2 separate regions of the Mus musculus genome follow, and region 1 is linked to region 2. The links are chromatin contacts, called in public Hi-C maps. All regions are on one chromosome and are shown on one strand. The core of a region is the stretch at or near the end of the contact, and the rest is flanking DNA. Distances in the headings are between cores, read along the strand shown. Region 1 holds the start of Tk2 (thymidine kinase 2, mitochondrial). Region 2 overlaps Cdh5 (cadherin 5).

Region 1 (3,900 bases), core at 336-2,835, 120 kb after region 2:
CGGGCCCTGACCACTTGGGAGTGACACACAACTGAAATCCCAGTGTTCAGGAGGGGTCGAAGCCGAAGGATCACAAGTTTGAGGCCAGCCTGGGGTGAGATGATCTCAAAGGAAGAAACTGAACCCTTGGGCTGGTGGTAACCAAAATACTGCTGCAACATTTAAACCTGTCTAACTTGCACTTCCTTTGACCTCACAGCCCCAACCCCCAGAGCCTGCCTGTCAAGCACCTCCTGACTGAGGCCACCCTGAGGTCCCTCGTGGATTCTCTGGTCTCCACTAGACAGCAGAAGGAAGTGAGAAGAACACTTCCCCCCACATCTGGGCGGGGCAATCGGCAGTGAAGCAAATAGATGCAATTTAAGCCGTTTAGATGGCTCGGTCAGCATCTTTGGCAGTTCACAAACACCTGAACATGAGTGCTTACTACCTGAATGCAGCTCGAGGCCCCACTCCCGCCCGTACACACAAGAAATGGCTAACGGTGATGGAATCTAAGGAGAGGAACCGGGCCACAAGAAGGAAGAGAGATTTGTGACCCTGGATATCGTCTTGGGTTTGGTTTTTCACTGTGCGCACCATTGTTTTTGTTCTCCGCCTCAAAAAAAAAAAAAAAAAAAAAAACAAAACCAAACCGAAATTACGCTGGAGAAAGCATGCAAAGAGAAACTTACCACTGCTTTTTTCTCCTTATCATTTTCTCTATCTTTATCTAAAAAAGGAAAGGAAATCGATGTTTCAATTATTCACTCTGCTCTGTGCTGACCTGATAAATGACCACACAGTCATTGCGTATGCGTGTTCCCTGGCTTACAAAAAATGTTTGCCATTCTTGGGACTCTCTACAGTTGGGTCCGTATGTGTCGCTGTACTGGGCCCAGGCCCATGTGTGCTTGCTTAGTTTCCTTTGCTCGGTACATTCTACTTTCCGTTTCACCTGGATTGTGTGCTTAGGATCTTCACAGCGCACCCAGGGATAACCTACACTCTGAGAGATTCCAAGGGTTGGGACCCAGGCTGTCTAGGCCAAGACTGGCAACACTGCCAACCCACCTGGCAGCAGCAGCCCGAGGCCAATGAAAGCTATGTCACCTGGCTTCCATTTCCGAAGAGAAAGATCCGCACTGCCAGCAAGAGGAGAAAGTCGCAAGCCTGAACCCGCCCCCTAGGTCCGCAGACACCTGCATCCACTAAGAGCTGATTAAATACAGCTCGTGCCCCAACTAGCCACCTCCCAAGCCTAAAGAATCTGACAATAAAAAATAAAAATTAAAAAAATGGGCCGAGAAGCCGCGTTTGAGCCCCACTAAGTGCCGATCCTGACAGTTCATTAGGGTCCCACAGTCCCCAGACCCTTCCTGGGGACTAGCAGGTGAGGGGGCGGGGTTCAGTGTGGCCCCTACGAGGTGGCACAAAAGCACTAGTTACCCGGAGGCCAGGCGCGGCGAGGTGCCCACAGCGGCCCGGCGCCCGAATCGAGGCTCCCGGGGCTCCCGGAGCTCCCCGGGCCCACGCTACGCAGGGACCGGGCAGCCCAACTACGCAGCGACCGCAGCAGCATAGTCCCTGGCTGATGTGCAAGTCCTACTTCCTTCCGGTGCGTCCTGGAGCCCCGCCCCACCCCTTGTCCGGCCCCGCCCCTTAAGGGATCCGCTAGTATTTCTCCCTCTAGGCTACACCGAAGAGATTCAAAGTGAGGATTTCCCCACTTACAGACCGCAGAATGGCCCTGACCCAAGTAGATTTAGAGAATGGATGGCATAATAATGCCGGGGACTGCTTAGTATATCCGATTACTTCCTTGGTTGCCGGCTCCATCCACACCTCGCACCGCCTACTCAGGATGTCCTGTATTTTCCTTCGAAAATACTCTGCAAGTAGACCTTGTCAAACTTGGGAACATTTTCCAAGCTTGTCCTTGGGCTTCAAAGGGCCCTCCTAGGTTTAATCCCCACCATCACAAAAAACAGTGTGAGGGACACAGGTGAGAGGGCCGTGAAAGCCATTGTTCCCAAATGTTACAGTCTTTGACATTTTCAACGTTTGGATTTTAATGTTCCTCGGGAAAGCATAACGAATATCTCCCCTGAATGAACAAAAAAGGGATAAGAAAAAAAGCATGTAAGGCCAACTTGTAAGCAAAAATAAGCTTGGGTACTATAATTCACCCATTCAAGACCAATAAGCCCAGATGTTGCCGCCTTGACTGTATATGGGCAGTTACAATGCGTGTAAAGAAGATTTCCACTTCTTCCAGGTGGCAAGATGCTGGCAGTCGTCTTGGGCAAAATGAAGAAAGACATTTTCTGGGTTTTGTTTTACTCTTTTAGATCTGTAACAAAAAAGCCATCACCCTAACAGGGCTTCCTGTTTATTTGCTAGGCACCTAGTAAAGGCAAATAAAATCTTCAAATTCAAAGTCGACAGTTGTGTGTGTGTGTGTGTGTGTGTGTGTGTGTGTGTGTGTGAGCGTCTTGGGGTGAGATTGTTGGTAACTGTTGATCAGATTCAGCCAAATGAACAGATCTTAGATGGGCAGGATCCAAAGAGATCTAAATGGACTGGGGTTGTGGGCTAGTTAATTCTTACCAAGGCAACACAAACTAGAAACACCTCGGGAAAGGGAGCCTCAATTGAGAAACTGGCTGCGGCAGATTGGCCTGTGCGCATGTCTGTGGAGCATATTCCTGTTGCTAATTGATGAAGGAGGGGTTTTGTTGTTGTTGTTGTTTTGTTTTGTTTTTGTTTTTTGCCTCCTTGCTATGGGCAATGCTGTCCCTGGGCAGGTGAGCTGCGGGTCTTTATGAATGAGCAAACCAGAGAACTACTGAAGCTGATAAACACTCTTAGTTCTTCTGCTTCTGCTTCTTCTGCCTCCGGTTCCAGCCTTGAGTTCCTACTTTGTCTTCCCTCCTGTAAGCCAAATAACCCTTTCTTCCCCCAAATTGCTTTTGGTCAGTGTTTGTTTTATCACAGAGAAGCAAACTAGGACGGGTGGTTATTCAGTTCTCCAAAAGAAATCATGAGACTTAATTCACATAATGGAAGTGACATATTCTTCCTGTGTCTATCATCATGAAATGCTCCAAGATGGTTTGTCCTGGCTACACCGGAGCACTTTATAAACTGTGGGACAACTAACAGCAGTGGGAGGCGAAAAGTACTCTAGAGACAGGCTTGCACGTTCTGAGAGCAAGGACAGACTAACAGGGCCAGGCCATAAGTTCAGGCTATATATTCTATAGCTATTGATGAGTGGCCCAGACCATGGGGACCCTTCGAGCAGAGAAGCAGACAGATCCTTGCTTTATAGAATTTATATTTTTTATTTTAACTGATACATAATTGTATTTATTTACAAGATACCATTGGATGTTTTATTACATGTGCACATTGTGTGATATTCATATCAGGATAAGTCTGTCTCTTCGGAATAATTTCTGTGCTGAAAACGGCCAAATTCCTTTCTTGTAGCCTTTTAGTTTTTAAATAAAACTATACATTTTCATTATCCGTGGTCAACCAGACTAACAGAACATCGGAACTTCTCTTGCCTAAGTCTAACTTACTACCAGTGAATCAACGTTTTCCTGGGGGATATTATACTTGTAATCTGGATGGGATCTAAAAAAAAAAAAAAAAAAAAAAAAAATGCTGAGGAATGACTAGACAAGGTAACCAAGGGAAATCCTAAGGAGGTGGCATTTGAGATGCTCAAATGGCGAAGAGGCTGGGCTGGCATTCTTGGGTTTTTCTCGCCTACTCCAACAGTGCTTCTCCACAGGAAAGCTCCAGGGCAGAGGAGCAGTGGTGGGGACCTGGCTTGGGTTAGGCTAGACAGGTGTCAGCAAGAGTTAGGAACTTAAGAGACCAGGAGGCGGAGCCAGTGGGCGGCCCGCG
Region 2 (4,072 bases), core at 817-3,316:
TGGAACAACCTTCCAGCTTCACTGTCAAGGTGCATGATATAAATGACAATTGGCCTGTGTTTTCGCACCAGGTATTCAACGCATCTGTGCCAGAGATGTCAGCTATAGGTATGCACCTAGTCTTCCCTCTCTCCTCCCTTCCTCAACACCAGCCTGAAGACACCTCTCACATCAGCCACCTCAATGCTTAGGGTCAGGCTCCAGTAAGCTCAAGGAAGTAGTTGTAATGCTATCTTGTGCCTTTACATGATTTCAAAATGTGTCCCTAAAGGCTAAACTCTGACCTAGCCCCAAAATAAACCCTGACCCTAATCATAGATGGGTTTTAATCTTCACAATGTGCTGAACACTGACTCTCATTATAGCCTGGGCCTTGATCCTGACCGCAGAGTGTGCTGTCACCCTAGATATGGGCTTAGGAGGTACTAGCCTGTCTTCATCCTGCTTACAGAAGGTCCAGGCAAAGAGTGTGTCTCTCTCTACTCTTCTGTCTGGGATCTGTGCTCAAGGCCATGGAGCCAGACCTTCTTGAGGAAACCCAGAACTCCAAAGGATGAGAAATGGAATCTCAACCCCTCTGGGAACTTTGCAACACCCTTCCTAGTCCCGCATTCATACTTTCAGAAAATGAAAATCTACCCAGACGTCACCTATGTTTCTCTCTCAAACCCAACCCCTTCCCTTCTTCATTTCTCCCACAAACACACACACCACCTGTTCTCTCTGCCTGCTTCATGACTGCTCCGGCTGGCACTTTGTCCTCATGATGGCCCCTCTAGCACAAGGCAGCCTTCATTCCCTCATCTTGGGCAGTAGGAACAGCAGAACCCCCATCTACTCCCACCAGGAAATGGGGTGAGGGCCAGTCATGAGCGGACATACCAGAATTCTCTCTCTCCACAGGGACCTCTGTCATCCGTGTGACAGCAGTGGATGCAGATGACCCCACTGTGGCCGGCCACGCCACTGTCTTGTACCAAATCGTGAAAGGAAATGAGTATTTCAGCATTGATAATTCTGGTCTGTATGACTAAGCCTTTTGGGCGGGTACCCATTTGGAGGGATGGAGGAGGGACGTGAATATTGCAGGTACCAGTGTATAGAGAACATTAACCTGATAGGTGTCACCAGCCACTGATCCAGAGAAGGAATGCATAATACACATAAAGACATGTTGGAGTGGGTTAGGGGAGAAGGAAGCAGACAAGCGCCCAAAGCAGGACCTCAAGTCCAGAAAGAAGATCGGGGCCTTTTCACCCAAGCATAGACCAGGACTCAACAGAACATGCTGGTTGGAAAGTCTTTTGTACACATTCAGAGACATCTGATTTGAACCCAGAACTACTGCTCAGCCCTACAGCCCTTGCACAAGTTAGCTACCACCTAAGAGCCTCACGTCCTTCGTCCAGAAGATAGGAATGCTCACACTCCCTTGCCAAGTAGCCGAGACGTTGAAATTCGATTTCGCATAGGCACAGCCATGCCACAGAAATTTTTTTCCATGCCTTGTTAAGAGAAAAAACTTTAGACCAATTAAACTTTATCAAGTTTAATTTTTGCAAAGAACAGTTCACAAATTGGGACACCCCAGAAGCTAAACAAGTTCAGAGAAACCCCAGGGCTGCCACATAGTTGGGTGATATTTATAGTACAGGGAAAAAAAAAACCCTGCAGTCTAGAAACAGCTCGGATGGTTCCAGCTGGGGTGTCTGCCTTATTTGAATAGCTGTGAACAGGTGGCAGCCTATGATTAACTGAAGCACAGCCGCTGTGATTGGCTGAGCAAACTCCTAAGTTAGGGCTTTAAGTGTATTTACATGCTACTAGGTTGCAGTTCATCACAGGATTCAAGTCTGCAAGTCCAGAAGGCTTCTTGGGCCAACTTTGGTGTCTAATTTTAAAAGCTGTAAGTACTGAGCCCTGGAAGCAAGAAAGAAAGCAAGTTAGGCAAGCCAGACACCCTTGTCTTCCAGAAGATGAGCAAAGACAGAGTGTAACTGGTACTCCTATGTGCACCAAGAGATACATCACTAACCTATCACAGCACTCTCAGCACTAAAAAGGGCAGTCATTTCCATGTATGTCAGTACAGACATCATTAATCAAGCACAGCACAGCCAATCATGTCTATGTGTACCACGGCAGTCATCACTAATCTATCGCACTCTGAGCCTGGAATTGGCAGTATGGTCTTTCTCAATATAACATTCTCCCTGGCTAGGAACAATATTGGACCATACATTTGGCCAGATTTTAGCCATACAGGGCAAGGGATGGCGTTAGTGGGTTTGGGGTTCCCAATCTCAAATACATAGTGAAGTTGCTTATGTATTTCTGAAAGGATCTGAGCATTCAGATTTTCTCAAGGCTCCACAGATAACACAATTCCTGTTGGGACACTCTTCTTCTCAGGACTCATTTTCACAAAGATCAAAAACTTGGACCGAGAGAAACAGGCTGAATACAAGATCGTGGTGGAAACACAAGATGCCCTGGGTCTGCGGGGAGAGTCAGGCACAGCCACTGTGATGATCAGACTGGAGGACATCAATGACAACTTCCCCGTCTTTACTCAATGTAAGCCCCTCCCCCATAGGCCTTTAAGTGGACAGGGGCAGAGACAATCCAGATTCAGTGACTTGGGAGTTTTCAGAGGGTGCCCCAAATCCCTCTACTTCTTGCTATATCCCAGGGGGCTTCTGAAGCCAGAGTAGGGAGGCCCTGACTCATCCTAGTGCTTTGCTCTCAAGGTCACCCAACTGTCCACTGATGAGTCCCTTCACAGACCAGATTTTAAAAAATTCACAGCCCTGCCGATGGCACTGCAATGCTTCAAGTCCCACTGAGAGACAGGAGCCATTTCACGCAGAACCTCTGAGATTGAGGGCCCAGCTCTAAAATCCCAGAGAATAGGGTACAACCACAATCTGGTATAAACATACCCACAAATTGAATTTCCCTTTAGAAACTGTCTGTCAAGAGCTTTTCCTGTGCCCCCAGTGAGAGTGGGCAGTAGAAGTAAGTTGCTATGTTCATGGAACCGACTAGCTATGTGGAAATTCAGGCCTCAGCTGACTCCCAAATTATCTAGTTCTGAAGTAGCTCTATTACTTCCTAAAGGTGAGATTTGTCTCGCTCATCTATTGATGTTCCAATGTACAGAAGGAGCTAACACCCTGCCAGCTTGACAGACAGACAAAAGGCAAGGCAGGCTTCCTTACCTTGGGACCCAGAATCATACCATCATAGTTTCTTGCCTGTTTTCTGTAGCAAAATACTGTTTGATACCCAGATAGGGCAGCACATGCCTGTGGCCCTAGCATTCAAGAGACGGAGACAGGAGATTTGCCAGTTCAAACCCAGCCTGGGCTACAGAGCAAGCCTCTATCTCAAAATTCCAAAGGCTAGGTGGTATAGTTCAGTGATAGAGTGCTTGCCTAGCCTGGGTAAGACCCTTGGTGTGTGTGTGTGTGTGTGTGTGTGTGTGTGTGTGTGTGTGTATGTGTGATAATACAAAGAGACAATTGTCTTATCTATCTCATTAACTCTTTGCGGTATCCTATGCACATTAGCCACATACACATTTTCGGTGCCTGAAGACATCCGAGTGGGCAAGCCCTTGGGCTTTCTGACTGTTGTGGACCCAGATGAGCCTCAGAACCGGATGACCAAGTACAGCATCATGCAGGGCGAGTACAGGGACACCTTCACCATTGAGACAGACCCCAAACGTAACGAGGGTATCATCAAACCCACGAAGGTACGTAGACCTGCAGAACCGAGCCCATTCATGGGCTATGGAGTTTGCAGGATCCAAAAGACATGCTCAGGGATCACTTCTGAGCCACAGGTCATTGAAGGCAAAGGTTCTGGTACAGCTCAGAGCGGGCCACGAACTCGTGGAGACTGTAACCCACAGTCTCAGCCTGAATTGTTCCAGAGATAGAGGCAATACTTTGGGTGTGACATGTTTCTTTGGGCCGTAATCCCTAAAAGCCTCAGGAGCAAGGATAGGTGGCAATCAGTGATGAACAGGTTCGAGTGGGGCCCAGACCCATAGGGGCTATCTAGA

The links. Hi-C and Micro-C count contacts between places; a contact is called where the count stands out from the background.
Region 1: a Hi-C map of centroblasts shows a contact between it and region 2, with 2.1 times the contacts expected there. The contact joins the promoter of Tk2 here to the enhancer-like site in region 2. A contact is called at or near these places in 8 of 39 promoter capture datasets (the C10 cell line, the HPC-7 cell line, cranial neural crest and 5 more), 2 of 484 Hi-C or Micro-C datasets (B cells and centroblasts), 4 of 115 datasets of contacts at active chromatin or transcription factors (bone marrow-derived macrophages, embryonic stem cells and pro-B cells) and 3 of 9 other capture datasets (adipose tissue, liver and pancreatic islet).

The regions. Positions count from the first base shown.
Region 1 is chr8:104,246,973-104,250,872 of GRCm38.p6, forward strand. It overlaps Tk2 (thymidine kinase 2, mitochondrial), which reads right to left and starts at 1,586. Exons shown (of 10, transcript NM_021028.3): 1 at 1,429-1,586; 2 at 675-712. The coding sequence starts at 1,561. Cklf (chemokine-like factor) reads left to right here and starts at 3,889. Exons shown (of 4, transcript NM_029295.3): 1 at 3,889-3,900.
Region 2 is chr8:104,125,640-104,129,711 of GRCm38.p6, forward strand. It overlaps Cdh5 (cadherin 5), which reads left to right. Exons shown (of 12, transcript NM_009868.4): 3 at 1-108; 4 at 904-1,020; 5 at 2,413-2,577; 6 at 3,573-3,760. Among named protein-coding and RNA genes, the nearest start is that of Gm29682, 22 kb to the left of the region's middle. Within about 2 kb of position 2,067, at least 30 of the 459 cell types and tissues checked have an H3K27ac peak or open chromatin away from gene starts, as enhancers often do. A contact at or near this core is called in B cells and centroblasts, where this site is marked.